Regions from separate parts of the Drosophila melanogaster genome. Here region 2 is linked to region 1. Evidence: chromatin contacts called from public HiChIP or PLAC-seq data. All regions are on one chromosome and are shown on one strand. The core of a region is the stretch at or near the end of the contact, and the rest is flanking DNA. Distances in the headings are between cores, read along the strand shown. Region 1 holds the start of rux (roughex). Region 2 holds the start of Efr (ER GDP-fucose transporter).

Region 1 (7,723 bases), core at 2,579-5,078:
GCGACGGATCTCGGTGGATTCCATGCTGGCGGTACAGCTTATCTGCAGGGTTAACAAAATTGGGTCATTATTTAGGCGGTATTAGTGACAAGTATGTATGTATGTACATATGTATATGAAAAAATAATGTCTTTATCAACTGCAAATCGTAAATTGTAATATCTTCTGCTCTTAATAGCGCGAGCAAAAAGTTACATTCCTATTCGGTGGCAAATCGGCGCGATTAACGTTTATCGCCTTGGGCACACAAGTATGTGTATGTAGCTACTGCATGCAGTAAAATCTGTCCCGATAAGCGAACGGAAACGGTGCGGGGAGTTCCACGCTCCACCATCCGCAAATCGTTGCCTACTTTCCTGCATCGCTGACCGCGAAATCTCCCACACATCGTTACCTACTTTCCTGCAACACCACGCAGGAAAACACAATAAGAGGCTACAAAACCGAGCTTTCGAAGAAATCTAAATAATATTCTGTTATCCCCTTTATGTGAAAATATATACAATAATTTTATCACCATAATAAATTTACGATTTTCAATTTATAATGCACTTATTATTAATATAACAACTTATAGATGTAATGTAATGAAAATCCAAATCTTTGCCGAAACTTAAGTGCCGTGCTGAAGAGGTGAAGGGCATTGCACAAAGGAAGTGGCAACTAACGGTAAACAACAAACATTGGCGGGCAAGGGAAAGCGAGAAAGGAAGTTAGAAAATGGCAATAATCTCGTTCGTTCTCTCGCTCTCTGCCTCTCTCTTTCTTTCCCACTTTCACCGTGCTAACTGCAAACGGAGTTCACACATATTGCAAAAAGGAAAAGAGCAAGAAAACTCACCGTAAGCGATTTGCGCCGTTTGCCGCAGCGCATTGTGTTTAGTGCCCGTTGACTCCTTGATAATGAGCAAAAAGAGGTCCTCCATATTGCCCGTCTCTTTCTAAGCCTCTCTGTAGTTGTGTGCGTTTGTGTGGGCCAAATGTCGCTCTGGTGGTGTGCGTGCGTTTATGTCGCTGCTTCAGGCGATTCCGCTTGCTGTGGTTGTTGCTTCGCCCTTGCACGCCATCATTGGTAGTAACAACAACAACAACTCAATTAGCGCCTAAAAAATTGGTAGTAAAATCAATACAAACGAAGATAATAACAATAGAGCAACGGTGAAGAATGATTGTATACATATGTTATGTTGCCGCCATATGTATGCACACACATACACATACGCACTGGCACTTACACACATAACGGAAAGTTTCAATGTGGCGTTTTCGCGTCACGTCACTTTTGCACTTCTCAAAAACTTGTGCACACTCATTGCAATTGTGCACCTTCGAAAAGTTCAAACAGTGTGTATCCGTTTTCCTTGAAAAACTTTTCCTACTTTCACACATACACACACACGAACACATGTACAGGCGAACAATGCACCAGGCAATTGCAACGGTACTTCTTTTATAAATTAAATCCATATGTCAGGCGATATCCACTGCCCCACAAGCACTTTCCACAGCGATTACTCATCTGAAATTACCATTTCTTGCAATGGAAAAGGTCCATAGTCCTTGGTAACGGTATCCAGCCACCACTTGTGGTTTTTCCCTATGTTTTCCACCGTTATTCCGAACTTTACTTTCTGTTTTTTTTTTCGTTTTTCTTCTTGCCTTTCCGGGGAAATATGCACTGCACTTGCCGTTGGATGCGTCAAATGCTGTGTGACGCGAAAGGAAAGCACTTTCTCCATTTACGGCGGAGTGCGCCGTACCGTTATCATTGCGCATGCCTGCCAGTCAGCTGTTCGATTGTACCGTTTATCGGTCAGCTGAAAGTTTGGAAAAACCAGGGCGGCGGGCACAGTTTGAAAGAAGAGCATTACGCCCCATGAAAAACCTATGTAGTTTCTATACCTCAAGCCGCATACCCAATTGCATATAGAATGGGAAAACTTCACACTCCTATTTTACGTGCGGCAGTAAAAGACGCCACAAAGTATGCTATGTTATTCAAGAGTTTGCTATGGTTTTACAATAGATACCCATACAAAAATTACTTAGTTCCACGTATTGCGAAGCTTTATTTCAATAATTTTGAAGTAAAACTACTAAAAATTATAATATTACAAATAATAAATTGTGTACATTTAGTTATAAGCTCTTTTTTGTATACAATCTTTTCGTGTATTCACAAGTGCCCGGATATCAACTATAACCTTGAAATGTTTGTATGAGTTGTTCGCAGCCCTGGCAAACTTTAAGCTACAGGCCTTGTTTCGTTGCTCTTTAGACTAATCAATAAACAAAAGGAGTCACAGTTATTCAGTCACTCTTAAAATAAGAGCTAACAGAATGAAGACCGCCAAACAGAAGACTCAATGTTCAGTCATACCTGCCGAATCCGATTAAAATGCTCAAATTTAGATCCACTGGACACCTTTCACCTGGACCACTGGTCTCCACAGGTGGTTGGTTTTCTTTTTCAGTACTCTCTCTTTCAATCCCTCTCTGCTCGCTTGAAATGCCATTAATTATATTTCGCAATGTTTTAAATAGTTTAACTGACAGAGTAAAATTAGTAGAAAAAAATAATAATCAGGACTCAGTTGCGTATATCAAAAACCATTCTTTGCTCTCATGACATAGAAGACTAAAAAGTGCAAGTGCAGATTCCTATTTCGCCTACTTCACGGGCTTCGACTTCCACAGGCCGTCGTTGAGGAAGTGGTACGTCTCGATACCGATGCCTTTGTTCTTCGCCAGACTGTGGAAAAGTCAAGAGAAAAGAAAGATGTTCATGGTTTATTCAAATTTAAAAAATATGCACACGGCTCAGCAAATTGGTAACATTGTCCATTTATGATTATTCTTTCACAATTTGATTTTTCCAAGCTCAAGAATATTTCAAAGTTACAAAGCTTTACCATATTTAACCTAGCAACAAACTACTACGTTTGTATTATAAAACAATGTCAAAGACGAACATTTAAACACATTTAAGTAAACTAAATGCAAGCATATAAATTAATATTCTTAGATATTAACTACTAAAGAAGTGGTAGAAGCACACTTACATTTCCTGTGTGGATAACGTGAGGAGTCCAACGGCCAGGGCGTGCTCCTTGCCCTCAGCCATGATGGCCACCACGGTGTCCTTGTCGGCCGGCGTCATACAGGCGCCTGGCGATGTGAGGCCGGGACACATGACGTTCGCTCCGCTCAGGACGAAGCGGATGGCGCCTTTGTCCACTTGCTGCATGGTCACGAAGTAGGGGAACTTGTGCAGGAGGCGCAGGGTAGGCATCCAGGGGCCATCGCGGTGGCGAAAGAACACCTGGTCGCCGGCTCCGTTTAGCAGCAGTTCGATGTGGTCATGGCTGGTGGAGGAGTAGGGATCGGGAATATGAATGGAGTTATGTGCTGTGGCAAGAACTGAGCCATCCTACCACTTGGCGATGCGGTACGAGTCCTTCTTGGGCAGGATCAGGTCGATGTGACTCTCCAACTTGGGATAGGCCTCCAGCAACTTGGCACGTATGCCCTTCTGCACAGACGACTTCAGCTGCTGAATGCTGGAAATGCTGTCCTTCTCTTCGAATCTGCACAGATCGAATTGCTATGGTTAGTCTGATGTCCCCATCTAACTCATGCCATACGTACTTTTTGAACATTTTGCACGATTTCCTTGCGTTCTTTTTTCGTGGTCGACGGTGCTAATCCGTCTTCAATGTATGATAGAAGGTATCGGTTAGAGGTGGAGAAACATCGATGCCAACTCGATGTCATCGATGTTTTCGAAAAATCACAAGCATCGATGTGTTTCGAGGAATCATCGATGGTTTTCCATCGATACTGCGCATCGGAGATAAAAGTGTATAAATTGTACGTAAAAATTAATTTTCCATAAACGTGTAAGCGTGCACGTGCTCGTATGTATACTGGCTTACTTATCCATTGAATTGGACTAATTAGTATTTTTGTTTTATGGGAGCACTTACTGGACCGGCGACGTATGAAAAGCAATATTATGTTAGCAATATTAAAGAAGAAAATAATTCTTAAGTTGTAAACGACTAAGTCTGCCAAAGATCGATGTTTTTCGCCAAACACATCGAAAACATTGAGTCCGCCAACATCGATGTTTCTCCACCTCTAGTATCGGTTATAGAGCTTGGCCCGCTGTGCGGTGTGACCAGTTCTCAGCGGAATGCCAACTATCGCCCCTCAAGTGTGCATGCGATATATGGTATTAACAATTAACGTTTAAATAAAAATCAAACAATATTAATAGACTTAACAGATTAAAGTAATGTGATTTTTACAAGTACAACTAACGTAAAGATTTATCGGGACAACAGTAGCCGAATTACAAGTAGGCGCTGACCCCTGACCCCTCGAGCCGATAGCTAGCGTCACTTTCAACACTGGCCGATATGGCATATTACCAAAACATTGTTGTATCAACAACATAGTGTCCAAGTCGAATTGTATATATTGTAAATTATATTTATTTTTTATAAGCGCAATCGCATGAAAATACTTGAAGGAAATGAGCGCTCCAGAAGAACATAGTAAGTGGCAAACCAACGGATAACAGCTGTATGCGATTGGGCTGATCAATAGGAATCGCATCGCATCTCATCCGCTTGCTTTATTTTCAGAGGAGACGCCTTTGGAGGTGATCCATGAGTTCATCAATGGCGTAGATGATGGGACCATACGCCGCGACCTGGGGGAGGACTGCATCCTCAGCTTCTACAGTCGAAATGTGCGTGGCGCCAAGGCAATCACCGGATTTTTGAGAAACCAGTTGACAATGCGCTACAAGCACGAGGGATTCGAGGAAGCAGCACAAATTGAGTGGGGCGACGAACTTCTGCTGAAGGCGCGCTTCGGCAGATCGTTTGACTCGGAACGTCGTCGCATCTACGAGGAGAAGGAGCGCACAGGCACCACTCTGCATGTGCGTCCAGAGAGCGATGACGAGGAGGTAAATGAAAAGTTTTCCTCAACCCTGATCACACCGCCCCGTCCATCGAGCTACAATTTGAACTCCCTGAAGTATGTGGAGGCGTGTGGCCTGTTGAACAAGCGTAATGAACATATCTACGGCGGCCTGGACATGGGCGAGTCATGCGCGGTCCACCTTACTTTGGGCTATCGGAGCACCTTTCTGCCCGGCGGTCAAGTGAGCGGCTTTGAAATCTGCCTGGCTGTCTACGATCGGGGTCTGACAAGCCTCAAACGATCCACTCTGATTCCGCCACTGTGCAGCATTTCCTTTGCACGACGGGCCAGCGCCCGATGTAATCCAACCACCGATGATGAGGAGGATACCGAGGAGGATTCAACGCCGCCAACAGCGAGGCGCTGCGTGCGTCGTACTTTATTTACAGAGGAGAACACTCAGAAAGAAGAGGATGCCGATTTCATACCCGTGGTGGAGCAAGAGCAGCCAGCACCGCAGGAGCAGCCAGCACCGCAGCAGGCTGAGGAGACTGGCGAGGTAGTGATCCCCGTAGATATATCCACAGCCTTGAAGACCACAAATTTCAGCAGCTGTACACCGAGGAAACGACAACAGGCAACCAATGGCAACGAAGTAGTGCGTAAACGTGCGACGGGACCAAGGCGGATGCGTTTCTAGACCGGACAGATATTTAAACAGCTATAGTCCCTAGTTGCTTTTCCAAATTTACGTAGCACAATTATTTTCTTTGGCTTTCGAGGATACCCGACAAATTTCCGTAATTATTTGAACAAGACTGATTGCACCCGCTTTGGTTCCGCTTCCTGGGACCCCGCGTCGCGCTAGGCTAAACTACAATATGTATTGTTTTACATAATCCCCTGTATTTATTTGTGTATTAAAGTTCAATGTTTATTTAAGCCAATCTTTTCTTACCGTTAGTTTTTAGTTGCCTTATTACAAAAAAATGCATCTGATGGGGTGATATTGTTGAATATTTAATTTCAAGTTGAATATCGAGTATGCATGCATATCAGTTAGTCAATGGAATGAAATGGTTAACAGAGGTAAAATAAAAACGTTTACTCATTTCTCAATGTCAAATGTTTCTGGTTTGTGCCTCGGCTAGATCAGTTTTTCACAACCGTTCCCAGTAACTGAGACCGCTATTGGTGTATAGGAAAATCAGGCGAACTATAAAATAGTTTCTATAAACTGCGAGTGTTAGTTACTTAGTCATTTAATATGATGTTCTAAAGGCACAAGTGCAAGTAGAAAAATTGATAAAAGCCAAGAAAATCAAGAAAACTTTTCATTGCATCACGTCAACTTTATAAAATTGATTCAATAAATTGTTGAATATAAATCCTGGCAACTTGAGATGCCATAAATATGGGCTTCTGAAATGTTGTATATGACATAAGGCCATCGATGCCTTCGTGAATAATGCCTGACATACTATATAGCCGGCTAATACCGGCAGAGATCAGACGTGAGAGAACCTAATAAATCGTCGCTCCTGTTGTCGCCACTCTCAAGTGGGTGGGCTTATTCGGCAGGTCTATTTTCGTACCGCCAGGGGGAAAAATTGGATGGGAAATAGAAAGAAAATCCATTTGATTAAAACGGTATGCCGGGGCGGGAAAATCGTAAGCAGAGGGTGGTTCGCTAGCTGGTTCGCATTAAGACATCAAATAGACAACAAAGTGAGCGCTTGGTGGGGTCTCAACGTTCTGGATGTGCTCTCTGGACCCGGCCCAAAACCCCGAGAGCAGTTCGAATCGTTAAGCCAGCCAAGTGGAAAAGGCAGACTCCTTCTCCTCATCCTCACTATCCTCCCCATTCTCCTCCACCTCATCATCTTCCTCCACCTGCTCTTCCTGCTCTCTGGTGCTTGAAATTAGATTTCTGCCGTTGGTCGGCATTCGTTACGAGGTTTACGGCGGCACACGCTCTGAAATTCACCAGTCATACGATTCGCATACACTCAAATATGGGAAAGTAACATATTAGGTACTTAAAGTTAAGAACTATTGCCTAATACAAACTCTTTATACACCGAAACTCTTTTGAGCTCTATATGTAGTTTTGGAAGTTGTAACACTTATTAAATAACCTTTTTAATGTATGCTACACAAAATAAGTAACGATACATACACCTTAAATGGTTAGTTATTCGGTCAGCTGTTCCGCTTTACTTTTTTATTTCGAGTGTAGTTGGGTTAAGCCTGGCAAATCCTTGTGTTAGCTACAGCTGATTTATGTTTGGAGCCCTGCGACGTCACGAAGGTGGGGAGTCCGTCCGTCGGTCCGATGTTTACGAGCGGATTAAGTTTTGCCTTTCAAACAAATTCCATTCGAATTTAATGAGCCCCGAGATTACATCGAACCGAAAGGGAGGCGACATGAAGGATGCCAACGGGAGTGGGATGCGTTTTTAATTGAAAGATGTCGCCACGATGCAGACACGATTTGACAATCCATCAGGGCGTCAATCGGATATATGCTATATATGGTATGTATGGTATATGGCATGGTGCCCAACCTACGATTCCAAACCACTTAGACGTTGGCGTTGTCTAATTTATGCCGCCTTGTCCACAATTAGTTGCAACTGCAGCAGCAGAAGCAGCATCGGCGGCTGTTTGCCCCAGAGAATTGGGGAATCGAGGTTATCCTATATGGGGCGAGTTCTCCACTTACAGCTAGACGACCAAACCGAAACTATTCGTCTAGCATTACACGATACTTAGCCGCCGTTTATTT
Region 2 (7,108 bases), core at 1,001-3,500, 180 kb before region 1:
ACATTCGGTGGTCAGAACGTAGACGGCACTGATGCATACATACTGGGTGACCACGTTGCACAGCAGATAGAACAACATCAGCGGGAATTTCCACTCCAGTCCAATGGCTCCCAGCAGTGGCACGGCCACTGGTTCCGATGACCATGCGATACCAAAGTGTTGGACTATATTGCCGGCCATGATCAGAAAACCGGGCAAAGGTAACATGTGCGTAAAGAATAAGGCCTCGCTGGGATGCTTGCCGTATTTCTTGTATATCACCTCCTGGTAGATGCCCATGTAGGCGGTGACCAGCAGGGCGATTGTCAGCAAGCCAATACCCACCGTCCACCAGAAGAAATCGGAGTAGGATGTATCCACCTTGAGGCTGTGATGTGTATTATCCTTGACATCGCCACTGGAGACCAGAGTGCACAATATAATGCCAGCCGTGATCATGGCCACGGAGCTGTACTGTCGCAGATTGTAGCGCTTCTTCAGCAGCACAATGCCCATGATCATGTTGGCCATCAGTGATCCGCTACGGAAGATCATGTGCAGCGGCATGGGTATGTTAAAGTTGAAGGCATAGTTATTGCAAACGTTCGCCCCAAAGAACAGGGCCACCAGGATGACGTAGTCCTTCAGCGCAATCTTCGGTCGCACCGTAAAGAACTTGGAGGTGAAGACCAGACCCTCCAGCGCGATGAACAGGAATTGGGCGAAGGTGATCAGGTTACCCGCTCCCGGATCGATTTGAATGATCAGCTCCAGAAAGACCACGTTGCTGCAGCAGCCGATGAACACGAACAGCATGCCCAGCAGGGCCTTCAGGTTCAGAGCCATATCTGAAAGATAAATATGTATATGTTTAGAAATTTTAAAAATATGAATGGTTATAGGCTATTAAAATCCAGCATCTTGACAATCGATGTTAGAGTACGTGTTCAATTTTAAATTTTTTTTAAACTTTTTGTCAAGTGTGTTTTTTTTTTCATTTTGTTTTCTAGCATGTAAAACATTCCGTGCTATCTGTTATCTTAAAGGGGTAATAAGTAGGTACGTATGTACACACATGCACGTAAATTGTTTTATACATTCGCAAAACATTGCCATGATTACGAAGCAATTTGATTTCCACTAAATTTTGCTCTGATTATGCTAAAAAAGAGTTTAGCACTATTAATAAATCAATCTGTTTTGAATATATTACTACTAACTGATGAAATTATTTATTTAAATTATTGTTAATTTGCAATTCAGCAATTCAGAGCTATTAAATTTCAGTCGTACGTCGTATGTGCAAAGCACACGGGGATACCGAAGAAAAACATACATTAGCATAAATTATTATACTTATTCTTTGCGCATTGTGAATGCATATGAAGCTAATCATTTGGCTCCGAGATTTATTAATCACGATAGCTAACAGTTATAGGAGATATAAAATTTGCATAAAATGCTTACCAAAAATAGAACTGATCGTAAACAAAGCTATTTTAAAGTGGTCTTTTTTGGTGAAATTAATGACAGTTTTATTCACTTTTTTACTAAGCTTATGCGGTACTAATTTTTATTGAAATATTAAGATTCTTTATCGATGGCTGGTAGCAGATCGATTTTTTCGATATATATAATCGAATTCTGGTTTTTACTGGAAGGGTATTTCCAAGGTCGGTGGGTGAGTGTAGATCGCAGCCCGCTCAGCGTTAGTCGGCAATTTGGACAATTGTCACGTTGCCGATAAGAACTATGCGAATTGTTTAATTTAAACTGAACAAAAACGACAATCGTTATCGGCGTTACTTACCTTCGCAATGGGATATATTCTAATCCGCGGGATGTGCGAGTTACGAATGCCTGTGGATTGTCCGGTTTAATGACGGATCTCGGATCTCGATTCTTTTGTCTCACTGGCGGGATGTCGAGAATCAAGATCGATTATATCAGTTGCTTGCTGTATAAACACTGCTCGCACACATATGTACACACACGAACGCACATGAGGGCGATTAGAACATGAATATGCACCAACACCAACCTGCGAATCAATTATCTCGCTCTTTCGCAGCGCGACCTTCACCGTTTTTCTATCTCTCTCGCTCGCCTATGGGCTCTCCTTGGAATGGCGTTTACCGTTCGTTGGGCGCATTGGAACTGTGGTAATTGGTTTTTTGGTAGCTCGCTAATAACCGTTAACAACTTGATTACAATCTTAATGTTTTGTTGTAGTTGCTGCCGCGTGCTGTTGTTGTTGAACAGCTGAAGATTGCTGCTGCTGGTGTGACCAGCTATTGGTGGTTGGTCGAAAAAAGCTGTTAGTTCGGGCAGAGCTTTAAGTTTGGGGCGACAATCGATATCGCGTGCAACAATTATCGAGAATCGAATTTGAATATTTAAGTTTAGAACATCCGGAGGTGTTTATATAATTTATTTGTTTTATGGAATTAAATATTACAAAAAAAAAAAAAAAAAAAAAAAAATACTGTTAGTCTAATTTGTGAATTGGAGACTATAAAGAGCAGCGTTAGGCAGGCACTTTAGGTTCGTCATTTTTCCGCATATCTTATCATATCATAACTGCTTTGACCAAACAAATCTGATACCTCAATTAATTGCTATCTTTTATGTCTTATTTTTAGTGTCTTCGTTTAAACACCTCGGCCAAGAAATCATTAACCCCTTGTTGACTAGCATACATTGTATATGAAACAGCACAGATAAGAGTCATATGAATAATTGGGGCTCTTATCTGCCGAAATGCATAATCTCATTGTATCCACCATCATCATTATTCGCCCGTAAAATAAAATGCCTATATGTAAGATAGTGAGATTTCTTTCTTGGCCCTGCACTTGATTCTTGATGCGTAGTCTTCGTTTTTGGCAAAGATCTCGATGTTTTGGCATTTGGATTTCGGCCGACGTTCCATTATGAAGTCGATTCAATTGAGTTTTCTACTCTTGTCAGTGCTCTTCAGCAGTTCGCATCAGGTAAATTTGGGTTTAGTACATATTTTAACTTGCATAGAACTCAAAAAAAAATTGGTTCACCTTGTCGTATACGTAACGTTTCCTAACATTCATAACTTCAACGCAATATTGCTATTCCAATGACAAAAGATATTATCTATATTCTCACCATAGCTTTCCAAGCCGGAAGATCCAACCTATACGGCAGCAGTGGTGGAGCACAGCCAGCCAGTGGGCGATTCTCCGCGTGCACGCACCACCTCAGCTTCGGAATCCTTTCAAAAGATCATCCGTGAAGTCGGCGATGTGGACATCATAGTGTTTCCCGAGCACATACTCAATAGTCAGGCCACAGCCACTTTTGTGCCCCATGAGTCGCAGAACATAACGCCCTGCTACCAAACGGACTATGAGCTCTTCCTCATCGAGCTATCCTGCTCGGCGAGGGCTAACCACCTGTATGTGGTCATAAACGTGGTGGAGAAGGAACTGTGTGCCCATGGAGCTGGTTCTGACACCTACAATCCTTGTCCATCGTCTGGCGTTCGGTACTTCAACACAAATGTCGTGTTCGATCGAAGGGGCAGGATTGTCTCGCGTTACAGAAAAACCCATTTGTGGCGACACGAGTATGTCTCGACATCAGTGCTCCGATCTCCGGATATATCCATCTTTAGGACAGACTTTGGCGTAACCTTTGGTCATTTCATCTGCTTCGACATGTTGTTCTATGATCCGGCGATGAAATTGGTGAAGGAGCACAAGATCACGGACATCGTGTATCCAACCTATTGGTTCTCGGAATTGCCATTCCTTGGCGCTGTACAACTCCAAGAGGGTTGGGCATTTGGTAATGATGTTAATGTTCTAGCCGCAGATGCCAGTAATCCCGATGGACGCACTTCCGGATCGGGTATCTATGCAGGACGCGGTGGCCGATTGGTGGCGGAGATTTTCGAGCAGCCCACCACTAAGTTGCTGATTGCGGAGGTGCCGAAGAGGGAACATGGCCAACTGGCACCCACTTTTACGCCGATCTTCGAGCCGCAGAGGAAAACGCAAAGATTGACTGGCCTGGCCACGTACCGGGATAATAATGTGGATATATTCGAAAGTGAATTGTTGGACGATGATTTTCTGAGTTTCGAACGCCAGTTGTGCCATGGCAGCTTTTGCTGTACCTTCTCCATCGAACGAAAGGTCACCAGTGCCGCGGAGAACGAGTTGCCCTCCAGTGGGGCCAAGTCATATCGCTATAGGATCGGCGTCTACTGGGGCAACGAGACCACCGTCATTGGCGTGGATCGCACGGAGCAGGCAACTTGTGCACTCTTTGCCTGCACGGATGTGCGTCTCGCGAGTTGTGGCTACATCTATCCGGAGAACGAGGAGGTCATCAATACGCATCATTTCACCAAGCTGAGTATCTCGGGCAATTTTCCAGCTGCTCCACGTGGCCGACGATTGATCATGCCCAGCTCCTTGAATGCTCTATTTCTGCCCGTTTCGGTTTCCGATTATGAATGGATTGAATCACCAGAGGCGGCGAATAATCTAGACAAGACAATATTGGTCGATTTGAAACTAGCGAAGGCACAGAACGATCTGCTAACCTTTGCCATTTGGGCCAACTACTACACCGATATACCCAGCACTCACAACTTGGATCACATGCAGCCGAATGGAACTCAGTCCAATCCTTCGACTTCCGCATCCTCGACAGTTTCGGCATTCTGGATTTTATGTGTCCTCAACTGTTTCATCAGCGTATTATAGATTACTAGTTGGAAATACGTTAGCCCGTTCACTTTCTGACTCAAATGTTATATTTAGTCAGATTTTTTTTTTTTTTTGCTTATCTGAACACCAAAATAAATGTAGAGCAACCAAAATTTTATAACTCCTCATAAGAACGAAATGCCTCACTAAGCCAGAGTAATAAAAGTTTTGTAGATTTTAAATTTTTCAAATTTAAAGAAACTGAAGGCAATACAAGAATTTCAATTCAAATGCATTCATTTGCTTAAAACTTGCATCTATTGCTTGGGAGCAGCTCGATGGTAGGTAAACTATAGGCTAAGGAAATTCAATAGGATTAACGCACAGATTTCCCAAGAACCGAGATGAAAAAGTGCAGATTTTCCATAAGTGCAAATTTCACCAGAATTCGACCAGCTCCAAGCGGATGCATTTCTTGCGAACTGACCGTTACTTTCACAGTCGTTCGTAAGTCTCCACTTGGAGTCGTTTATTATTTGAATGAAAGCAGTAGCACAACCACCCACCGCCCACGGCCCTCTGGCGACCGAGCGGGCGACGAACGACCTTGTGGAGATTTGCTTCCAGCGCAGGCGCTTCAAGGACCTCTGCCAGCGTTGTTTGCATTTCCAACAGGTAGCGACGTCGACGTCGACGTCAAAGTCCATGCAACAGTGGCCGCCGTTTATAATGAGCCAAGGCCGATGGTGCGCGGAGGGGGGGGGGAGGGGGAGAGGCGGCTGAAGTGGGTCGGCTGGGTGGTGGGTTGGGTTTTTGGCAATGCTCATCTCCCACACACACACACACTCACACACACGCGCGCATCAATGTAGCATCTTCAATGACAACGACGACGACTTCTCCGCGGGAGAATCCTGCTGGACAGGATTCACGCTGTGACTTTCCATGCGATTTAACATCATTTGCTTGCCGATGCCGCACCGTCACCTGCCACGCCTCCCGCACTTCCGCCCATCGCTAAGAAGAAGCAAGCAAATCAAAAAGGAAATACAAAATGAACTTTCTACGAATCCCGAAAACGGTGCACAGCAACAAGAATGAAACTAGTGTCGAAAAGAAAGTCAAAAAGTGTTTAAAAAGGAGTTGAAAACTTTAATATTACCACTTTTTAGCAATGTTTAATTTGTTAGAATATCCTATTAAATGTTAACAAATTTCTTTGATTTTATTTCAATTTTTGATGTTGGGGCTGAGTACGCTGTTTGCAATTGAGAATTATACATAATGCTACCCCTTCACGCCCCTTTGCGTAATTTCCCTCCATTTATTTTAAGCCCCCCCCCCTCTTTTTACCGTTATTTTTTTCATTACGCCCCCCCCCCCCCCCCTTCAGCCGTTCAATTCGATTCCCAGGTCTTGGCAAACATTTTTTTCTTTTTTTTTGTTTAGCACAAAAATCAAAAACTTTGAGCTCTCTCCGCTTTTTAGGGACGCTATAGGGACACCACCACGGGTGGTGGTTTTAGGGTGGCTCTGGGTGGTTTTAGGATGGCTCGTTTTGGCTGAGGGTGGTGCCACTGTTGCTGTTGTGGCACCTGCCACTTGAAAATTCCACACGGCTTCTGTTACATTTTGATTTATTTGCTGAAATTTATTGTTAAAGTGAATGGAGGCGCAAAAGTTGCCTGCGAAGAGGGGTGGGGGTGGTTGGCGGTGGTGTTGTTGCTGAATTTGAGTGTAGTTTCAGTGGGTGGTGGTTGGGCGCTTATGTATAACAGGTGTTGAAGTGTAGGTGAAGTCCGCCGTCGCAACCATAAAATATCTGGCCGCACTGGCTTCTCTACTTTCCTTTTTCTTGTGGCTCAACTGCGACCTGTCGAGAGGTAGCAACGAGGAAGGATTCTCAATCAGAATCAGTTCCAGTCATTGACACACACACACCCACACACACACACCCACACACACACACCCACACACACACACCCGCACAGAAGGGCGCCGCATTAGCAACTAACCGCATTCGGAACTGGGAACCAATTCGATTCCCATCCTCCTGGCCACACAGTGCACAAAATTGAAAGGTAAAGATAGGCGAATTCTGCAACAATGCTAATTTCCTACGCAAATTCTTCAGCCATGTTACTTCTTTCAGTATTTCTTAATTATATCATTGACTAAATCGAGTATTAATTAGAACGGAAGTGGCCATTTTCCAAGGCTATATTTCAGCTTTCGAGACACGGGAATTCTACAATTACAATTTTCCTTTCTTGTTTTTAGATTTTTTAACATTCTCTCCTTTTTTTGCTGTGCATTTACCTTTTCGCCACCTCCGTATCGCCAGTGCTACAGTCACTTCCCTGAGGTCTCAGGCAGAACTGATTGAATTGAATATCAGTTTTCAGCTGGCACAGCTCCCCAGATTGCCACGCCCCCCC

What was found. HiChIP or PLAC-seq counts read pairs in DNA pulled down with a chosen protein or histone mark.
Region 2: a contact with region 1 is called in an H3K27ac HiChIP or PLAC-seq map of the Kc167 cell line, with 5 times the contacts expected there. The contact joins the promoter of Efr here to the promoter of rux in region 1. A contact is called at or near these places in 9 of 107 Hi-C or Micro-C datasets (the D17-c3 cell line, the Kc167 cell line, the S2 cell line and 3 more) and 1 of 6 datasets of contacts at active chromatin or transcription factors (the Kc167 cell line).

The regions. Positions count from the first base shown.
Region 1 is chrX:6,033,905-6,041,627 of dm6, reverse strand. It overlaps rux (roughex), which reads left to right and starts at 3,828. Exons shown (of 3, transcript NM_001258611.1): 1 at 3,828-3,870; 2 at 4,510-4,559; 3 at 4,650-5,875. The coding sequence starts at 4,538. The coding sequence ends at 5,635. It overlaps MCTS1 (Malignant T cell amplified sequence 1), which reads right to left and starts at 3,736. Exons shown (of 4, transcript NM_132060.4): 1 at 3,649-3,736; 2 at 3,435-3,587; 3 at 3,063-3,365; 4 at 2,052-2,752. The coding sequence starts at 3,659. The coding sequence ends at 2,671. CG5937 reads right to left here and starts at 1,623. Exons shown (of 9, transcript NM_132061.3): 1 at 1,530-1,623; 2 at 842-1,103; 3 at 1-42. The coding sequence starts at 926.
Region 2 is chrX:6,215,099-6,222,206 of dm6, reverse strand. Efr (ER GDP-fucose transporter) reads right to left here and starts at 2,250. Exons shown (of 2, transcript NM_132071.3): 1 at 1,790-2,250; 2 at 1-827. The coding sequence starts at 825. Btnd (Biotinidase) reads left to right here and starts at 2,880. Exons shown (of 2, transcript NM_132070.3): 1 at 2,880-2,972; 2 at 3,126-4,939. The coding sequence starts at 2,913. The coding sequence ends at 4,727.